Linked DNA regions of Rattus norvegicus: all the other regions are linked to region 1. A link is a contact called in public Hi-C data. All regions are on one chromosome and are shown on one strand. The core of a region is the stretch at or near the end of the contact, and the rest is flanking DNA. Distances in the headings are between cores, read along the strand shown. Region 1 holds the start of Prkce (protein kinase C, epsilon). Region 2 holds the start of Prkcel1 (protein kinase C, epsilon like 1). Region 3 overlaps Prkce (protein kinase C, epsilon).

Region 1 (4,647 bases), core at 491-2,990:
ATGCTTCCCTAGCAGCCCAGGGTTGTCTCACGTGACAAGCCGCCGTCGCGGCCGCTTCCAGAGAGTTTAAAGGTTACCGAGGAAATTAGCATAGATAGAGCCACTGGCCCCCAGGAGGGCGCACCCGACTTTCCCGCAGCCCGAAAGCCCGTTGTCAGCGCGCGGACCGAGCCTTGACCCCTTAAGGGACACACACGAGGTCCCGCATACGTAGGAGGAGTCACTTTGAGAAATAAACAGACATTCGAACCAGGGCGGACCGGGGTTCTACCAGTCTTCACTGGTCAACAAGTTCTCGCAACCCGAGCAGATCCGGAACAAATCCCCAGAGGGGAGAGTCTCCCCAAGGGGAAAATAAGAGGAAAATTAGGCTTCAAAACTCACACCCAGAAGGGCTCAGCAGTCCGGGTGTCCCCTCCCCCATCGCGGCACGGTAGAGAATCCCAGGGCAGTGACAAACAGGCCAGCTCTCCGCGGGCGGCTGGTGACCGCCACAGTCCAGGCGGAGTGGGGGAAGGCGCTTAGTCTTCTTGGACATTGCAGCCCCCTCCATTCCTCCAGCCCCAGCAATAAATGACAGTGTTGACCGCAGGGTGCTAGAGAGAAGGGCGGCTCGCCACTCTCCGGGTTCAGACCCGGCTCTCCCGGTGCAGATCCGAGGAGCACAGACTCGGCCTGCGACAGTCGCCCCCGCACCCCCGCGCCGCCACACTCCTGAGTCCCGCGCGGAGTCTTCCCTTAGCTCCCCCGCGCGCCGCCACCAACGGACCGGGCCGGCCCGCTCGCTGCTGTTTTCTGCTCGGCTCACTTTTCCCGTATTGCTCCCCCAACCGGCAAAACTTTCTATTTCCCCAAACAGTGGCGCGCGCGCGCGCGCGTGCACACACACACACACACACACACACACACACACACACACAAACACACACACACACACACTGACGTCTTTTGCGCATTTCCTGCATTAGAGGGAGGGAGAATCGCTCGCACGGCGATCGAGGGAAGCAGATCGCGGGCTGAGCGCTCTGGCGGGCGGCGAGCCGGCGGCAGCCGAGAGCGCGGACGCGGGGAGCGCGGCGGGCGGGCGGGCGCCGGCGGGCGGGAGGAGGGGCCGCGCCGAGTCGCAGTCCCTGCCCCGCCGCCGCGCTGCGCACCGCCGGGTGCCGGCCTGCGCCCCGAACCCGAGTGGCGGCCACCTCTACCTCCCAAGCCCGCGCGGATGTGAGATCCTGGGCACCGGGCGCCTCGCGATCGCCGGCTGCGGCGCGGCTCTGCTTGGCCCGGGAGGTGGCGGCCGGGCTGGCTGTGCGGCTTGTGGATTTTTAAAAAATTTGGCTCCGGGGAGGACCATTTCCTCTCGACATGCATCCCTCCGGATAGACTGCACATCTCTCAGTCCACCCTCCGCCCCGCGCCGTCCGAGGCAGGCGCTGGGTGGGCGAAGAGGATCCGGGTTGAAATCTGTGCCCCCGGTTCTCGTCCCCGCCCCGTCCCGCCGCCCCCTCCCCCTCCGGGAGTCGAAATTGCCCGGGGATTATGTTTCGGAAAGGTAGGTGAGCGCCGGGCGCGGCGCCTGCTTCTCCGCACACGGACCCGAAGAACCAGCGAGGCGGCGAGGCAGCCCCCGCGGCTTGCAGCGGAGGCGACAGCTCGTCTCCTCCCGTGAAGGTGTCGCCGGTGGTGGGGGGGGAGAGACTTGCTCCAAAAACGGACGTCTCCAGCTCTCCCCCCTCCCTGTTTTCCGTTAGGAATCCGGCGAGGAAATACATGCACTCGCTGAGAATCGCCGGCGCCAGGACGCAGCGCCACAAGGTGTAGCGAGTGAGTGGGGTGGGGCAAGAGGGGACCCAGGAGTCCCCCCAGGCTCCCAGCGCGCCTGCTCCTGCTCTTCAATCCTGCCCTCGGGGCGGACGGAGTGACCCCCGCCCCGACCATGGTAGTGTTCAATGGCCTTCTTAAGATCAAAATCTGCGAGGCCGTGAGCTTGAAGCCCACAGCCTGGTCGCTGCGCCATGCGGTGGGACCCCGGCCCCAGACGTTCCTTCTGGACCCCTACATTGCCCTTAACGTGGACGACTCGCGCATCGGCCAAACAGCCACCAAGCAGAAGACCAACAGTCCGGCCTGGCACGATGAGTTCGTCACTGATGTGTGCAATGGGCGCAAGATCGAGCTGGCTGTCTTTCACGATGCTCCTATCGGCTACGACGACTTCGTGGCCAACTGCACCATCCAGTTCGAGGAGCTGCTGCAGAATGGGAGCCGTCACTTCGAGGACTGGGTGAGTCCAGCCCCTCCATGTCCAGGAGTCCGGGGTCCCAGGGAAAGACTCGCTGCCTAAGCCTTGGTACTGGGGCCCTGGGCTGTTTGTCTGTGTGTGCACATACGTCTCAGTTTTCTTGAAGAGGCACGTTTTATTTCGTAGCTGGAGAGACATACACATTAGGATAAGAACGATGCGATTTGACAGATGGGCACTATCCCATGTCCCCTCTGTGCCCTCCCAACAGTGAGCAGTACAGGGGGCTTGGAAATTGGGAGAGAACCCGGAATGCAGGTGCATAGGTTAGTGGAGGGAATCTGCAAGAGCATGGTGGGCTGGCTGAGTGACTTGTGTGGGTGGGTCTCTGTCCTTGGAGAGACACGTGGAACTCAGACTGGAGGGGTTTTGTGCCTCCTGGCTTTATCCTGGGTTGCCCAGTGAGTAGTTTTATAAAACCTTCTGGTAGGAAGCCTCCTCGTTCCTAAATCACTGTTTAGCTCATTGGCTGACATACCAGAAGGTGCTTATCCCCCAGGTGTCCCCTCTATAGAGTCCCAGAAACAGAACTCCAGCTCGCTTTGCCCGTCCATTTAGAATGCTGTATTTTCAAAAGGGTTCTCCCTGTGGTGATAGGAAACCAGGACTTTGAATCTTAAGATTGTATGCTTCCGAGCTTCGACTGTGATGCGTTGTAGGATCAAACACTGTTTCTGAAATCAAGCTGTTAACTGATTCCACTGTCACGTATGAGGGATTTTGAAGTAGGCCTTGCCAGCATACCTTAAACTGATACATTCAACCCCGGCACTTGAGTAGTCAGAGAAGCCACCCCCACCCGCTCTCTTCTTGTAGGAACAGCTTTAAATTAGGAAGTGAATATCTCTGTCTTTAGGTTTGTTACATGCTTCTATCTGGAGCAAGTGTTGCTAAGGATAGATATATTTTCAAGATTCTTTGGTCTGCACTGAGAGCTGTCTGTGCTGCCTCATGAAGAGTTGTGGGAGAATCTGCTGAAAGCGCAGATAACTTCATGAATATCTCAGGGGTCAGAGGGTGCGCATGCCTTCATATGTCACTTTACCTCATAGGTTTAAACCTATTTTCAAGGACATGGAGCTTTTAGGGGGAAAGTGGAGGGGAGACCTGCTCTTTTTATGCTCCTGGCTGTGGCGGAGCCTTCTGGAAACCATGGTTACTAAAGAGGCTTTTAGGGCAGCCCTTGTAAGCCACAGCTCAGCTGCAGGAGATCCGTGGCTTCCACTTTAGACAGCAGGCAAACTTTAGGATCCTGACCTCAGCCTCCCTTCCCCCACTATCCTTTTACTGATGCTCACCATGACATCCAAAGGGGCACGGAGGGTTAACCAACTTCACAGACAGACTTCGGTGCTAAACATCTGTGTTTTTGTATAAAAAGGGGAAGAAAACTTTGACTGGAGTATCAGGAAGGTGGGGCCTGTTGCAGGAGGGTCTCAGGATAAGCAGTGGGGCGGAGAGCAGAGATGAACAGCAGCTCCCTGTTTTCCATATCCACGCACCAGTTGGAAGGATCGATCTGAGTTTCTCTGGCGACACTGAACTGGGGGCTCCTCCAAACTCACAGCAGAACAGGATCTCTCTCTCTCTCTCTCTCTCTCTCTCTCTCTCTCTCTCTCTCTCTCTCTCCTCAGTTCTTCTAAGGAAGTGTGCAGCCAGAGCTCATTGCTTGATAGCCATTCTCCAAGGTTCTTACATTTATGCTGGCCTTGGCTCTAGACCAGATCTTCTAGTGCACAGGCAACATTTCCAGACAAGGACATTGAGTTCCAGGGAAGCTAAGTGGGTACCCAAGGTCGCATGGTAAGCACAGGTGGGTTGGAGGTTGAGCCCTCACCTCCTCTGGCTCACTGTTTGCCCAGGAGGGAACAGTCTGTCTGGGCTCCCAGGCTATTTATTAGCCCTGCAGATTCATATGCTGTGGCCCTGACATTTTTATTATGCGCGATAACGTAAAGTGCTTTCAAAATCATTATCTCTTCTGCCTTATAGCAAGTGTGAATTGGATATGACAGGCATTGGACAGATTAAAAACAAGACTGGGAGAAGCCCAAAGAATGACTCAAGTGGTGGCGCTGGTTCTGACTGAGGGATGCTGTGGCTGCTCTCGGAAATAAATATGGGGACCCCAGCAACACGGCTGGCCAGGCTGGAAATGGAGACAAGTCACAGAAGGGCCACCTTCCCCATGTCTGTCACCCAAGGACATGCACAGTGTCAGAGCTTTAGGTAGAACTTCCTGGGTTCAAACCCTTGTGCTCTCTTCTTGGAAGGAATGAAGAGACACAGTGTTTTATAGGTATAGCTCTGAGGAGATGTGGAGAGCGCAAAGAAGCTACTCCTGTCTA
Region 2 (4,653 bases), core at 2,118-4,617, 270 kb after region 1:
CCATCCGCCGCCCTACTATCAGTGGGGATGCAGTGCTCCTCAGTCCAGTGATTGTGCAGTAAAACATCACAGTGAATAGTGGGGTTCGGGGTGCTGGTGTGCAAAGGTGTGCGGTGATGTTGACCGTGTGCCTCCTGAGTCTCAAAGCCCTCAGCCGCACAGCCTTGGTAAATACCGTGTTCCGAGTGACCCATGGCTCCTGCTCCCGCCGCCTGGTGTCTGAGACAGGCAGCTGCTGCACACCCTTGCCAAACCGAGTGTTACTCATCTCTTTCCCATTTTTAGCTGCTCTGAGTTGTATATGATATATATATATATATATATATATATACACACACACACACACATATAACATTGAATCTGCCATTTAAGTGTAAAGATGTTTAAATATTCCCTTTCGAGAACAGTCTTCACTACCACCCATCTTAAACGCTTCACCTCTCCCAACAGAAACACCAGAGCTTTCAAACACTCCACTTACCTCCTTCCCTGTCTCTCCCACCCCTGGCAGCCATCATCCACGATGTTCACGTGGATTTGATCAGAACAGTTAGAGTCATGGTGTTTGGTTGTAATGAGGTCGGCCCCTCCGTGTGGCAGCCTTAGGTCTCTTCCGTGCTGTAACGTGTTTCAGCATCTCCTATTTTTTTTAAGGCTAAGTGATATTCCACCATGTACAGACCACATCTTGTTGATCCGTTGGTGTACATTTGAGTTCTTTTCTTCCTTGCTATTACTGAGGTTAACACTGCGTTGAATATTGTGGTACACAGTATCTGAGTCCCTCTTTTCCGATCTTTCACTGTGTGTATATATGTAGCATGCTGCTTGTTTGTTTGAATATTTTCTACTATGATTTCTTTTTTAGATTGCGAGTCACCGCTAGCCTAAAGTTTATTTATGTAGCCCAGGCTGGCTGGCACTTGTCATTCTCCTGCCTCAGCTTCCTAAGTACTGAGAAAGCAGATGTACCAACACCATTAGATTGACAGATTCTTAAAGACTCATCCGGGCTTCATGCGGGCCGAGTCTCTGTTTCCCTGACAGCTTTGCATTTCTCCTGTGTAGCTCTTACGCAGGGGGATTTTTCCTGGGGATGGGGCCTGCTTCCGGCTTTCAGCGGTTACTCTATGGTATCCCCTGTCTGTTCCCTGTTGATTCACTGGAAGCCCCCACAGACCTGGGTCTTTGCCAAGCAAGTGGGTTGACTTTTCACTTCGTGAGAGTGTATCTTTTTGATGAGCAAAGTTCCCAGGAAAGGCAGTGGAATCCTTCCTTTCCCTTCCTGCCTCGTACTTTTGTGTCCCAGTTAAAACCGCGGTTGCCTGTTGCCCGAGGGCCTGAGGGATACACGCCCATGCTGTCTTTTAAAATTCTTCTTTCAAATGGTGCTACTTTCTTTTCTTTGCTACTTGGAGTAGATTTTTGACCCCAGGGTCACTAGGCTGCCTGTAACAAAAGCACAGTGCTTGGGGTGCTTTTCAGAGACCTCTTGGAATCGGAGGAAGTACTTCCTCTCCTTTCCTCTCCTCTCCTCTCCTCTCCTCTCCTCTCCTCTCCTCTCCTCTCCTCTCCTCTCCTCTCCTCTCTTTCCTCTTCTCCCCTCTCCTTACCTCACATCTTTTTTCCTCTCTGTTCTCCTCACCTCACTTCTCCTCTCCTCTCCCATCCCCTCTTGTCCCCTGTCCTGCCTTCCCCACCCCCATCCCTTTCCCCTCCCCTGCCTACTGCTCTCTTCCCTCTCCTTCCCTGCCTTCCCCTTCTCCTCCTCCCCTCCCCTCTTCTCTGCCCTTCCCCTGCCCTGTTCTCCTCCCTTTTCCCCTTTCTCTCCCCTCTTCTTTCACCTCCCCTCTGCTTTCCTTCCCCTCCCCCCCTGCACATCCCTCCCCTCCCCCTTCCTCTCCTTTTTTTTTCACTTCTCTTATTTCTCTTGTTTTTGTTTTGACACATGGACTCACATAGCACAGGCTGCCCCCCTGCCCCAACCCTGAACTCAATAGGTAGCTGAAGCTGGCCTTGAACTTCTGACCCTCCTGCCTCTGTCTCCCAGCTGCTGGCTCACAGGCGTGCACCACCATTTCAGCTCAGATTTTCTGTTTCACGAAGGCCGAGCCTGCAGCGTTTGAGGCCTTTCTACCACAGGGTAGCCACTACTGTCCTAAGCTGCCAGCCGTTGCTGTGCCCACTCCTCCTGGAGTACTCGAGGCCTCCTCGCAGGCCCTTGGCGGCGGTGTAATTCCTGAACACGCTCCTTCGACGTTCCGCGGTGCCCCATCATTCTGGTTAGGTCAACAGTCCCTTGTGTTTACTGTTCTTACTATGATCACATAACTGTGGCTTAACCGTACATAGTAAAGTGAGTGCGAGAAATGCTTCATGAAAACTAAGTTGAATGTAAAGAAGGAATCAAACACATTGCTAGCAAAACTGAAATCTGGGCACAAGAGCAATGCGGCCCGGTACAAGGAGCGCCGGTGACAAGGACCAACAAGAGTGAGTTCACGTCACCTTATCAGCATTACCAAGGTTTGCTCTGCCAAAAAGATACTAACACTGAAGATCACAAGTGGTCTGTTGTCTATGAGAGGCAAGGCAGAGCTCAAAAGCAGAGGCCCTGAAGCCCTTGGCTGCGTGTTATTGCCAAGTGAGTGTTCACGGGGGCTTTTGTTATCTGATGAATGTTACAGGTCTGGATGTATGTTATCAGTTCAGATATTTAAAGAGCTTATTTTCCATCCTTCTTTGAGTGAGTTGCATTTTATTGGCCTAACACTGTCCCATGTACTACAAGTGAGAGAGGCAGAGGGAAGGCTCCTCTGAGAGGAGCCTTGCGCGGAGGACACCTCCTCCTAGAGAGGCCTTGAGGTAGGAACATCTTTGAAGTAACATCTCATCCCAATGTCAAACAGAAATATTAATACTTCGAAATTCATATTCTACTGCAAGTTTATAAATAAAATAGTAATTTCCCTCAAAAATCTTTCAACAAAGTGAGGACTTAGCTGAACTTGAAATAACAGCCTGACTCAGCTGCTGGGTCAGCGGACAGTTGGAAACCTTTTGTGATTTAAGATGAGCCTGTCTTACCTCTGCCATGCTGCCTGGTGGTGCCTGGTGATGCCTGAGGTTTAAGTCCAGATATGGTCTTGGGGCAGTGTTCTGCTGATCGGAAAGTTCCACCACGCCGATGGTCTGGTACGACAGTCCCCAAGCCAGCCTGCAGCCGGGTATATGAGGCTTGGCTCTTACCTGAGAAACCAGGCATTGAGAGCCAGCCACTCTCGTCATTTATGCCAAGGGCACCATCTTGACCTTGACCTGACCCCCTGAAGATGGACCTGCGCTCTGCTCCGTACCCACCACAGACTCCTTCGGGGTTTGCGCCGCTAGTGTCAGTTTAGGATACTGGTTTGTTCCGCCCTCCTCCCCGTCCCCGGTGTAATAATTCACAGGCAGAGCAGGAATGTGCTTAGAAAGCGAGGGAGACCTTTGTGCCGGCTCTCGCACGGTTTTGAGACACCCAAGGATGAAGTGCCTGAGTCACTGCTCCTGTGGCACTGAGCCACAAGGACTCATCCAGTAGTGCCTCTGCCCTCTGGGTCCTCCCCCAATGTGTTCTCAGTCAGAGAGAATCCAGGGGGAAAAAAGAAAACAAAAGCCAAGACGTTGGCTCTCATGCCCCCTTGTGGCCAGTCTGGGTGGACACCTTCAGGAAGTGTCGTCAGGTTTGTGAGCTCACAACACTGGGGAATGCAGCCAGGCAGCCACCCGACTCACTTCCTTTTTACATCCTCTCTGAATTTTGTGTCCTCTCCCTTCCCTTCCCCGTCTACCCTCCCCCACCCCAACATTTTCTTTCCTTCTCTCTTTCGGAAAGATTTTACTAAATACCGTGTGGCCCAGGTTGGCCTCAGACTGGTCTTCCTGCCTCAGCCTTCCAAGAACGGGGACTGCAGGCATGGGACACCTCTCCAGCCCCCTCAGTATTTCTTAGCAGCCGAATATCTCACAGCCACGTTTAGCTTTGGGAGGTTTTCCACTGGGACTGGGGATGCCGTGTCCTGGTTCTGACAGATTTCCTCCAAACCACAGCCTGTTCTTATTAAACAGGGCAGGGAGCAAACCCACAAGTTCTGCTGCTCTCACATGTTCGTGCTGTAGCAGGAATCTACAAATACCTGCGAATCGTAACATGGAGTCTCCCCATTAATCCCGAGTCAGACTTGGACCCCAGAGAATTAGGCCTGCCTGTCTGGGCTTATTTGGCAGTGAGTCCTAAAAATGTGTGTAACTTTAAAAAACGGACAAACAAAAAACTGTCCGCATTGTCTGGGAAGAAAAGATTCGACTCATTTCAATTAATATTAAATTCAATTGATTTATATATTTGTTCTGGCTTTGGTTTTGATTTGTTTGTTTGGGGTTTTTGTTTGTTGGTTGGTTAGTTTTTTGTTGTTTTTGTTTTTGTTTTTTGAGATGGTCTCATTCTGGAGCACTGGCTAGCCTGGAACTCACTATGTAATTCAGAATGGTCCTGAAGGCAAAGTGATGCTCCTGCCTCAGCTCCCAAGTAGTAGGATAATAGACATGTATCACCAGCCTAACTTTGCGTATAGTTCTATAATCGGACTTAAATAAAGACACATGCTCAGA
Region 3 (4,813 bases), core at 2,014-4,513, 300 kb after region 1:
CTGGCCTACCTAGTTGAAGCATTCGTGGAAATAGGAGATACCCATAAGGGGTAAATATTAGCTCCAGATACATGGCGGAGACTTGTAGAAGAGAAAAGAAATGCATATTGTTTGAGTAGGATTAAGAAATAACAGGGAGTGGTAACTTCTCGGTGTGCTGCAGCATGAAAGAAATTTCACACTTGGAAACAGTTGCGTGCCAGGAAGCATATGTACTTACTGTGCTATTGTGGGTCCTCCGCGGATTATTAAGTTCTTTAGAAGCACGGATGGCTTTTATTTTGTGGAAAGACATTTCAATCACGTTGAGTGGAAGGCGAAGCTACATAGTAATTTCGAGCCCTAAGTAGATGGATTACAATGTTCTTTACCTATTATCATCAATACTCGGGTGTTTTATTCAATTAACAATGATTGGAACTGCTAATGTGATCGAGGGCGTTAGGGTGGGGATGGGAAAGCAAAGGAGATCTGAAGAGTTCTTTTCCTGACATAGCGAGCCACCTCTCTGAACAGAGAGCAGCAAGCACTTGATGTAGATCTCATCTGCTGGTGAATGTCAAACTGAACAGGAAAGGCTTCAACACGCAGGAAGTTCAAAGAAGAGAGCATGTCTGTGGTCCACTCTGACGAGAAAAGGTTTCATGCAAGAGAGATAGATATATTAAAGGATGGGAATTGCTTCAAGCAGAGAGAGAGAGAGAGAGAGAGAGAGAGAGAGAGAGAGAGAGAGAGAGAGAGAGAGAGAGCCTAGGAAGGGGGGAATCCTGCTGCAATAAGAGGTTGGGAAGGAGCATAAAGCACCAGGACTTCCAAGATGATGCCTGAGGGCACACATAGGAGTGAGGTGGGAGCAGGAGCCCGTCAGGGAAGGAAGCAGGCCTGGAAGCTTCCTGCTGACAGGCTGGACTGCAGTGCTCAGTGGCAGGCTGTTTCTGTGCTTAGGATGGTTGTCCTCAGCAACTCTCCTCATCAGGAGCAGCTCCTGACACAGGTAGACCAAGATGGGAGTGGGCCCTCCTTCCTTTGCTGTCCTACAACCTCTTCCTCCTCCTCTTCCTCCTTCTCCTCCTTTTTCCTCCCCTTCCTCTCCCTCCCCTCCTTCCTCCTTCCTCCTCCCTCCTTCCTCCTTCCTCCTTCCTCCTTCCTCCTTCCTCCTTCCTCCTTCCTCCTTCCTCCTTCCTCCTTCCTCCTTCCTCCTCCTCCTCCCCCCTCCTCCTCCTCCCTCCTCTTCCTCCTCCTCCTCCTCCTCCTCCTCCTCCTCCTCCTCCTCCTCCTCCTCCTCCTCCTCCTCCTCTTCTTCTTCTTCTTCTTCTTCTTCTTCTTCTTCTTCTTCTTCTTCTTCTTCTTCTTCTTCTTCTTCTTCTAAATGGAACATTGACTTACGTACAGTAAATTCATCCTTCCCAGAAAGTTAGTTCTGTGTTTTGACAAACATGTTCCATGCAGTCATGGAAGCTACCACAAAACATGGAATACTTTGAGCACCCCCAAAGTCACCCCTTTGTCTTTTCCTTTTCATGGTCAAACCCTCTCTCTGCCCACCATCAGCAACTGGTGGGCTTCCAATGCCTGTAACTTTACTTCCTCCAGAATCTCACTTACGTGGAACTGTATGTCTCTACGTGGCCTTTTGACGCCCCCACGTCAGCATCTGAGAGTGGCCCACACTTTAGTTTCTTCCCTTCTGTTGTGCTGGGTGGAATTCCAACGCTCGAGTGGACATCAGTCCTTCACTGAGGTTCAGTCGGTCTTGCTGATTCAGGTTTATAAGAAACTTTCCAAAGTGAAAAGGAGCGATTTTATTCCAGTGAGCAGCAAAGAAGCAGACGAGAATCAGCCCCCGAGAACTTCTGGTCAGTGACATGTCCAGTTTCGCTGGTTCTTACACAGAGACCAACCAGACTCCTCCTCCGACACAGATAAGGCACCCAGAGCCTTGGTGGAAGAGGAGCAGGGTCACCCTGCCCTCCTGGGAGACCATAGGGGGACAGCATGCAGAAGGGGAGACACCACCTCCTTTCCTCAGGCAGGAGATTTGAAAGAAGAAAAGGATGAGCTCCTGTGGCTTTAACCCCTCACTTACAATGCTACAGAAAAGGAACTGGATCTGCACTTCCCTAACCAGGCGCTAGCAGCAGGGGATACCGGGGAATGTGGCATGTGGAACAGAAATGACAACGTCAATCCTTGGAGCCTCAGGACTGAGAGGGCTGGAGAAGGGCAGACTGCGGTCAAGCGTCCCTGTCATCCGCTAGTCTGACAGGCTGCCATGGTGCCTGTGTATCCCTGAGCTGGATTTGCTGTGTGACAGTGCTGGAAGGCGAGGTCCTCTGCTCAGTGAAGCAACAATGACCCTCACTTCTCTCTACTCGTTGCTTCTCTTCCCCCGCAACCCTTTGTCAAACCGTGATTCTGTTGCTTTTATTTTCTTCCTTTAATCTTCCGACTTCTAAGACTGCTTTTCCTTGGTGGGTCGGACAATAAATCGCACCCTGTCCACCTCCTACGAGCCCTGCCCTGCCTCCACAAAGTTTTGAAGAGGCCATGATGGTTTTTACTTGTTTTTTAATTGTGGGTAGGATGAGGGTGGGGAAGACAGTTTCGTCGTTTTCTCTCAGGCTAGCCTTGAGCTCACACTGATCCCCCTGTCTCAGGTCATGTGCCATTACACTCGATGATGACTTCTTGATTTTAAAATTAGAGTTCAAAATCGCCTTAGCAAAGAAATAACCCAATGGAAACCGAAAAGTTAATTCTGTGTGGTTTGGGGAGTTGGGCAGGCAGTTAATTTTAAAAGGTTCTGTGAATGCACAGGGAGGCAGAAAGGGGCTAACCCACGTGAGAGAGGGAGTGAGTTCTAGCTGTATGTCAGCCTTCTCTGAACTCTGCCTGTTGCAGCAGGAACCTTGGACTAGCTGGCGTTGACAGCATGGGGCATGAGGCTTGTAGCGAAGTAGGTGACCTTGAAACTCTTTGGGCTGTAGTGCCGATGGCTTTGAAAGGCTCGGGAGTTATTTGAGAAGGGACCAGAAGGCTGGGCCTATTTCTTCCCACAACTGCCAACTAAACCCTGGGAGCAAGTAGACACCCAGTAGAGACTTGCAGCACTGCGTCCCTCCGGTGGGCCTTATCACCGCATTTTGAGAATGGGGGCAGAGGACAGGCTGGCCCTGTGTGCACAGCCTCCACAGTGCTCAGGTATGCAGCCTGAGATGAGCCTCTGTGGCTCACCCTGGACTGACTGGCACACCGGGGGTTGGATCCCTTCCCTTGGCAGGTGTCCAACTTGGTCAATTTCCCAGGAGAGCCTGGGGATGTTTTATTCTGTGTATCCCTCCTGGATACCAAGAATTAATTCCCCTGTGACTCTGGCATGTACTTCAACAGGTAAAGGGATGAGTGCGGACAGAAGGCAAGCCAACATCCTGCCTGAGTGAACATTCTTTCTGAGACTTAGCACTAGTCACAGTGCACGTGGGCCTAGCAACCTCAGGTAGCCAGGTGGCGCTGGGGTATGTCTGCCTCATTTCCCCGCTGTCCAGCAATCACTTGCTTTGCCTCAGTTTACACCAGTGTCCTAACCCTCTGCTCCATCCACACCCGGCGTCTTCATGCTCTGGGGAGCATACACCAGCTACAGTTTTGGCCCGTGACTCTTCTGTGAGCACAGCAGAGCTTGCTCAGAGAGGAAGATGGAAAGGGTTTATATTAAACTCTAGATGCTAATCTCGAGATGCCACCAGCACTCTTCCAATTCGATTACACACTTGATGAAACATGCAGGCCCTCCCAAGCCTCATCTCGGACCTACTGATGAGCGCTGTGACTCTGGGGAGACACACATCGAACTATCCCTCCGGAGAAACCAATTGCTGCTTCCTCTTTCCTGTTTTGAACACGAAGGTTTTTTTTTAATGTATTGTGCGAGTACAATACACAGGGCATATTCTTTGGCGCCACATAAATATTTACCTAATATTTAAAGCTCACTGTCATAAGTATTTGTTCACTTGAAAACAGTCACACCCACTTTCCTCATGGGAAATAAGAGGTACCTCTGCTTTCGAATCCCTCGGGATTTCACTTTGTCTGGTTGCTTTTTTCCTTCCCGTTGGCATTGCCAGTCAAGTGCCCAGACCAGGGAACTATGGAACGGCAAGCTTAAATGAACTCCCAGAGGTTGAGCATTCCCAGGCCCCAGCGTGACTAACACCTGACCGTGTAACTTAATGAAGTTTTATTTAGCTCAGAGTTTAAAACGAAACTCGCTCTAACGGTGAGAAGGCTCTAACCACGAGAAGGCATGGTGGTTGGCAGCGTGAGCTGGTTACATTGTATCCTAGAGTCAAGGTTGAATGTCTGTGCTTAGATTCACAGCTCCTTTTTGTTTAGTCTTGTAGCCCTGCCCATGGGGTGGTGTCATCTATGCTCCAGGTGGGTCCTTCCACCTCAGTTAGACTTCGCCAGAGACCTGCTCACAGCCACATCTAGCAATGTGTCCCTAGGTGACTCCAGACCCCGTGGGATTAATATGATTAGGAATCACAGCACTGTTTCTTCCAGACCAGTGTTTGAGATGGCCATGGCTTCTCTCTCCCTTGATAGATTAAAAAACAAAACAATGCAAAACAAACCCAGGAACTGAGATTAGCGACGTGTGCAAAAATTTCCAGTTTGCAACAAAGGCAAAAAATTATCCTATCCCCCTGACACCCACTTCAACTATCTTGCAAAATGGGGAGCCAGTAAGCTGAGCTCGGAAAGAAACCCCTACAACCTGCTTGAAGAACTGCCCCTGTGTGCCTCAGGG

What was found. A called contact is a pair of places that touch in the nucleus more often than the background predicts.
Region 2: a Hi-C map of liver shows a contact between it and region 1, with 7 times the contacts expected there. The contact joins the promoter of Prkcel1 here to the promoter of Prkce in region 1. A contact is called at or near these places in 12 of 12 Hi-C or Micro-C datasets (the A7r5 cell line, the Rat2 cell line, Schwann cells and 7 more) and 1 of 1 datasets of contacts at active chromatin or transcription factors (oligodendrocytes).
Region 3: a Hi-C map of liver shows a contact between it and region 1, with 4 times the contacts expected there. The contact joins the enhancer-like site here to the promoter of Prkce in region 1. A contact is called at or near these places in 5 of 12 Hi-C or Micro-C datasets (the A7r5 cell line, hepatocytes, kidney and 1 more) and 1 of 1 datasets of contacts at active chromatin or transcription factors (oligodendrocytes).

What each region holds. Positions count from the first base shown.
Region 1 is chr6:14,201,381-14,206,027 of GRCr8, reverse strand. It overlaps Prkce (protein kinase C, epsilon), which reads left to right and starts at 1,740. Exons shown (of 15, transcript NM_017171.2): 1 at 1,740-2,281. The coding sequence starts at 1,934. LOC120093190 (a long non-coding RNA gene) reads right to left here and starts at 790. Exons shown (of 3, transcript XR_010052158.1): 1 at 1-790.
Region 2 is chr6:13,928,460-13,933,112 of GRCr8, reverse strand. It overlaps Prkcel1 (protein kinase C, epsilon like 1), which reads right to left and starts at 3,367. Exons shown (of 2, transcript NR_144425.1): 1 at 3,088-3,367. All of the region lies in intron 2 of Prkce (protein kinase C, epsilon), which reads left to right.
Region 3 is chr6:13,906,726-13,911,538 of GRCr8, reverse strand. All of the region lies in intron 2 of Prkce (protein kinase C, epsilon), which reads left to right. Among named protein-coding and RNA genes, the nearest start is that of Prkcel1, 21 kb to the left of the region's middle. Within about 2 kb of position 3,263, at least 5 of the 93 cell types and tissues checked have an H3K27ac peak or open chromatin away from gene starts, as enhancers often do. A contact at or near this core is called in liver, where this site is marked.